2 separate regions of the Triticum aestivum genome follow, and region 1 is linked to region 2. A link is a contact called in public HiCAR-type data. All regions are on one chromosome and are shown on one strand. The core of a region is the stretch at or near the end of the contact, and the rest is flanking DNA. Distances in the headings are between cores, read along the strand shown. Region 1 holds the start of LOC123130777. Region 2 holds the start of LOC123130776.

Evidence for each region. HiCAR-type assays count read pairs that join an accessible place to other places.
Region 1: a contact with region 2 is called in a HiCAR-type map of leaf, with 4 times the contacts expected there. The contact joins the promoter of LOC123130777 here to the promoter of LOC123130776 in region 2. A contact is called at or near these places in 3 of 5 Hi-C or Micro-C datasets (all in leaf) and 1 of 1 datasets of contacts at active chromatin or transcription factors (leaf).

The regions. Positions count from the first base shown.
Region 1 is chr6A:469,043,749-469,046,967 of IWGSC CS RefSeq v2.1, forward strand. LOC123130777 reads right to left here and starts at 1,594. Exons shown (of 1, transcript XM_044550589.1): 1 at 781-1,594. The coding sequence starts at 1,355. The coding sequence ends at 972.
Region 2 is chr6A:468,872,673-468,876,039 of IWGSC CS RefSeq v2.1, forward strand. It overlaps LOC123130776, which reads right to left and starts at 1,901. Exons shown (of 1, transcript XM_044550588.1): 1 at 1,129-1,901. The coding sequence starts at 1,699. The coding sequence ends at 1,307.

The sequences.
Region 1 (3,219 bases), core at 344-2,843, 170 kb after region 2:
TTAAATACCATGGATTTTCTAAATTTTCTGGTATTTCCACATAACAGCAGAGCAAACAGTGTTTAAAGCAGAGTTAACTGTCAATAACGTAGACACACAACGCGTATACATTTGAAACCAAATTATCACGCATATACTTTTCACTGTAAGCCATCACTTCACGTTCGGCTTTTGCTGTGTGTGCCCGTCTACTTTTAACTTCTTGCGCTTTGGCGGAGGATCGATCTGGCTGGCCACAAACCGAACAAAGGTGTCAGTGCTATTGAGGAGTGAGGATACCGAAGATCATGTATGTATGCCCACAACAAACGCCACCGCACCACTATGTACCAGTACCACCTATCCGAACGACATTGATCCGGCAGCCACTATCGGCGTCAAGATGTTGTTCCACTGGACCCGCGTACATTAACCACACTCGATCTCATCCTTATCAACACTGAAGCGAATCCGGTTAGACGCTGGCATGCATGTGACGAGTATCATCTGCCACTGTTGCGCCCATTGGGCCATGAACTGTAAACTCTTTTCGCCTAGTAGTAGATCTTGTCGTACCGGTGGACAGGAATCTTTTAGGGCCGGGCTGGCTCGCATTTCCAGGCAAAGAGCTCCACCTGCCCACGCACGCACGCAGTGGCTACCTGGCGCTGGACAAGATTCAAGGCAAGAAAGAGACACGCAGGTTCGCACGCTCCGTTGTTTATTTCCCCCAGCTCATTCTCTTCATTGATTCGTCCAGCGAATTTGTACATCGATCGATCTTGAGCAGAGAGAAACGAATTGGATCCAAAAAATGTCAGATTAAAATTGCTGACATTTCAAAGTTGCAACGCAACGCATCCATTGGGCGCGCTTTCACTTTGGCCCAACGTTGCAACCCAAGAATTGAGGACGAAGAGGCAACAAAAATGGAGAGAGACCACCGAAGCTATACATGCAAACCGACTACACCACGAAGCTAGGCGGGTTATCTAGCTGTGGATATCCTCCGGGATGCTGTACAACGCCGGCGACCACCGTCCCGGGCGCCTCGCGGCAGCCGCGTTGGTCGCCGCCGCCGTCTGCTTCTTCGCGTGCTGCCTCTTGATGGCGCTCACCAGCTGCTCCAGCGCGGGCGGCAGCGCGAAGGCGCCGCCGGCGGCGACGGCCGCGGCCACCTGCTTGAGCTGCTGCTTGCTCAGCAAGATCTTGACGCGCGTCGCGCCTCCATGGCTGGTGGCCGCCGCGTCGGCGACGGGCGTGCCCGTGGACTGCTCGACGGCCGTGACCGTCTTGGCGTCCAGCTGCAGCCTCGGGCACCTCACCAGCTTCCTGGCGTCCCTCCTCGGGAGCTGCGGGGCGGCCTCCAGCTCCATGGATCCGACGCTGGCTTGCTCCTCCGCCGTCGCTTCTTGCTCTCACTTGCTCCCGTTTTTTCTCGTGTTATGGACTTATGGTAGGGTAGGAGTAGTCGCTGCTCCGATGGGCAGTGGCTGGAGAATGGATATATAACGCATTTCAGCGTGTCTGGGGCTAGGGTTTTATATCATATGCAGAGAGGCTTACGAGCGAGACAGCTCATAGGCAACTGTCCGCGTAAAGATCGGAAAGGGACGGCTTAGGTGGAATCTTTTTCTCTACTTACCTTTAAAAAGCCTAAGGTTCCGTAGTCCATCTTACGTATGTCGATTTCGTCCGCCTCCCTCCCTCGCCTTCCCCGCATTGATTTCTTTTACACAGGTTTTTAGTCAATGATCCGCCGATTTATTTGCACACGATCATGGCGCTCTAATCACGTTTCCTTCCATAAAACAATCAGGAGACAATGGTATTTGGAAAGGGATTGATTGACAGACGTACGTGAGAGATAGTCCAAATAGCGCGCCTCTTCCTGCCTTCCTTGCCACACTGCGTTCCACCGGCGCCTGACCTACACGGTGCCGGCGCCTTCCCATGACGGCGCAATCCCGGCGTCCTCCCACTACGTCGTCTCACCATGGGCGCGTGCTCCGCGGCGGCCTGGAACATGATGGTGCAAATTCAATCCTTTGGCATGGACCTGCCTCTTCTACCAGTCCTCGTATTGGTCAGCTGCTCTCTTCCCTTGCGTCAAGTAATGGTGGCCTCCTTGTCGCGCAACCTCCAGATCAGGCATGGAGTGAATGGAGTGTGTCCTTGATGAGATGACTTCCAAGGTCAGAGGCATCCATAGATGCTCCATCTGATACCAACTTCGTCGTCAGCATGAGCCCGTGTTTCCCTGATCACTCCACATTTAGCATGATTCTAAACGTACTCTTGGAACTAAAGATAGCATCTATGGGCACGTGTTCCAAATTTTATCCCAGTAGGTTATTTGTAACGAATTATCCTTTTAATTGCATCTATGTTCAGTTTGATACCAGCCTTCTGCAGCAGGTCAATTTAAAATAGGCATAGCAGCAGGTCAGTAGTTTCATCGTCAAAGTCTTTTTTTCCCTGAGAATCAACGTCAAAGTCGTTTAGGTTGTTTGGATCTTGCAATAAACATGTATCTCTTTTATTTTCAGGCTGCTCTCAGGTATTGATTATGGCGTTTTGGGATAAACTTCATGGAGCTAAAACACTGTAACCAATAGGATTATGCGTCTGGTCCATTCGTGTGCATTTGTGCCCACACTCCTGTCACTCCAGCCTATTTGTTTTTCCTATTTGTTACTTAGCCTATTTAACTGTTTTCCTATTTATTATTTAAGATAGGATTAGGTCAGAATAGTGCTTATATATCCTTTTAACTGCTTCAACCGAGCACTCATGACACTGTAGCCTGCCCCGCCGTTGGCAGAACCGAGGAGGGGCTTCTCCATCACGCTGATCAAAGAGGTGATCACGGAGGACTTCATCATCATCTGTTGAGCGCCTACCATGTCGTCGCAATACACTGTCGCACTATCTGCAGCAATAGATAAATCTAATCATCAGCGCCTCATTTTATGCTTCTTGATGTCCAATTCTTTTTGTTGTTGCTATATTCAACCTCATCTCTGAAATTTTACATCTTCCTGTGTTGCTGCTATATGCAGGTGTATCAAGTTTCGCAAGGTCTTCACGCTTTTCTTTGTGAACAACCAAAATTGTTTATGTATGACCCGTTGCTTTTCTTTGTGAACAATCAAAATTGTTTATGTATGACCCGTTGCAACGCACGGGCAATTACCTATCTTCAAATAATGAGATTAGTTCGTTGCGGGTGATTTAATA
Region 2 (3,367 bases), core at 651-3,150:
TGCTGGTTCTGATGGGCCGAACGGTACTAATGCATCAAATCAAATCAGGTTGGTTTAATCAGCGGCTTGGACATGGAAATGGACTTGACTGCTGTTGATATTTCGTTGCATTTGGGGGGAAATTTGACAGTACGGTGTTTGTCGTGGGGTCAGTGAGCTGAGGATGGGACACGCCCCCGTGTGCCGGCGACACTCACGGGACTGCGGCTCTGCTCACATGTGTTCGTTTGGATTCTAGACTGGCGGGCAGCAGGTATGTTAATGTTTGTTGCTTTGCAGAGATAAGATGCTGAATGTCAGGTTAATTTCACACAAAAAAGATTAAAGCTGTCACACCCGTCCGAATGGTTTCAGTCACGATTGTTAGCATGCTGCGAAGCGAAAATACTACTCCTCTGCAAAGTAAGTAATGATCTAAACGCTCTTATATTTCTTTATGGAGAAGTTACAGTCCAATTTTGGTTTTAGAGCAAGAAAATATGGATTTACAGTAGGCTGCTTGATAAGTTATGCTCCATTTTGTCATGGGCGCGAAAATTCAGAAAAAGAAACAGGTCTTGATCGCCCTATTTTGTGCGCGAAAAATACATAAACAAGGAGGAGAAAATGGCCCTCCGCAGCGGCGAACAGCAGCCACAGCATGGCAAAAGCCGCCTGCAACTACAGTAGTGGATAGCAGAAACAACAAAGGGGAGCTCGTTTCTTTAATGTGACACACATCTGGCCATGTGCGATGGAATCTCGGCACCGCTTCTGCTTTGCTCAACTCCTAACGACCCGCTAATACTACTTTTTGATTATGTTCCATGCCCAACAGAAAGGCAAAAGAACACAACAGCTCAAAAGGCACCCAAAGTAGCACAGTCCAGCCACGAACCCACAGTTTACAAATAGTTTAACCTGACTGCGGCAGCACTTGTTTTTACTCCTCAACTTTTCCACACATAGCAGATGGTGAAAGTATTTCAGATGAACTTTTGCACACATAGCAGATGGTGAAAGTATTTCAGATGAATGCAGCTCTTGCATTCTAGTCAGGTCACCTCTCGTTCTTCATCTGTTTCACACAATCTCCAAAATTTCACCGGAAAAAATTGCACAAGCTGATGGAGGAGGAGCGGAGGAGGATTAACCAGCACAAGTTTAACCCTCATAGTTAAGGAACAGGAACCAATCAAGAGCACTGTACACATACATCTACTACGAGTAGCATTTAGCAGCAGGTGATCAAAACCCAACCTTATAATTAGTAAAGTGATTAACCATCACCGACGGCGCCATCATCTACTAGACCACTAGCGGTAACTCAGTAGACCTCCTCGGGGATGCTCTGGAGGTCGGGCTCCCACTCCCCGCTCGCCTGCATCCGCCTCGTCTCCTCCGCCGCCCTGCGCATGCTGCGCCGCCGGAGCGACTGCAGCCTCTGCTCGGCGTCCGTGCCGCCGCCCGCCGCGCGCTGGCGGCTGCGGCGATCAGCAGACGCCGCAGCGGCCGCCACCTCGCCGCCGGTGCCGAGGGCGGCCACCATCTTCTTGAGCTCGCGCTTGCTGACCACGATCTTGACGCGCACCGCGCCGCCCACCTCCTCCCGGGACAGGACGCGCCCCCCGTGGTGCAGGTGCTCGAGCGCCTCCGCGGCCGCCTTGGACTGGTGCCGCCCGGCCACCGCGTCCCTGGGGAAGAAGCACCTGGTTGCCATCGATCTCGCCGCGACGCGATGCGATCGTTGGCCGCCGCCGCCGCCGCCCGCAAGCAAACGAGCCCCGGTGCGGTGTCTGTCCGCCGGCGGGCAAGCAGTGGTAGCGCTCAGTCCTTGCTCCTCCGACGTTCCTTGCAAGCCACAGCAGAAAGGCTAAAGCAATGGCAAAGTGAATGTGCGGGCTGTCGAGTAATGCGACATGCTAACATGCTTATATACTGGTTGGGCCGCATTAGGGGCCTTGCCTTTTGGTGAGCCGCGCAGCCCCAACTGTCTCCGAACACACCACCCCAGGTCCCTGACCGGTGGGCCAGCGCCCAGGGGGGGCCCGGCCCGGCTCCCTCGCCACCTGTGATGAGTGCGCGTCTGTCCCATCCCATACCTTTCTTCTCCCAAAATCAATAGCACTGTCAATAGATTTACAGAATGGTAAACAAATGCTCTATCTTTTTTAAGACTCGAAACAATCATGGGACCGAGACTTATTGCCGTGGCAGTTGAGGAGAGAAATGGATGCCTCACATGGCCGTCCCTCTCGCAGTCATTGGGACGATCCATGGGGGGAGGCCCTTGCAAGTAACGTGTTATCACAACGCGATGGGGACTCCAACTCGACGACCCGTGGAGCCTACGGTCGTGTACGTTCTGGTTACGATGGCGCAGTTTGACACGGACGCCCCTGGCCACAACAATGACCCCCCCATGTTCCCTCTTGCTATCTGGATAGGTTCGATCGTGATTGTGTGGTGGTAGTACGTGCATCCTCACATGTACTGTATGTGTACTGTGTAGTGTAGAGATGTATGTATGATCACATAGCGCGGAGCCTGGAGGTGCTGGCGAATTAGCGGTGCATGGTTTTGAAATGCAGGAGGCTCGATTCTGCAATGCTCGATCGCAGTCTCTGGGGTGTTGCCATTGGTGTCCCTTTCAGGTGGTTCGGAACTGAATCCTCTCGTGTGGTGACCTGGCTGTGCTGACGGAAACGGTCGAGCCGACGGTCGCGAAAGACGTTGCTACTTGCTATACATATGATTTTCTCGAACTCGATCTGAATATAACATCTTCCACGCATTTCAAGCTAACTACTACTCATAACCGTCAGTTGGTTAACAACGGGCATCGGATCGGCCTCTCTTGGGAAAAAAAGGCCTACGCCTCAATGGGTACGTGGCCGCAATTGAACCTGGCAGCTGTCAGCTCCTGTTTGTTAATCAATGTGATTGTTTGGTTTGACATTGGTTGTTAGCTTGATTAATCCTATTCCTACGTGCCATGATGAGGAGCAATCATCACCGACGTACATCTATACTACTACATCGACGCGGATCGATGGACGGTGAGCCAACCTCCATGATTGACTGCAAACCGCAACAGTAACGCGGAACCCGCCCGCGACGATCATGATTAAGGCGCGCAGGTCTGAAAACCAGCGGGAGCGGACGCACGCATGACGCGACCCATCTACAGCTTGGCTAGACTAGATCCGTTGTCCGTAGCATGCCAAGTGTGTGTGGTGTACAAACGACGAGATTGCATCACCAAACTAGGATATACCCTACGGCCGGGGTCGTTGAGCGACGAGCTAGCCGGTGACGTGCATTCATGATTGAGCCTCCGAGACAAGATGTTAATTTACAGATGAAGCCTCTCAGTGTGTGAAATGAA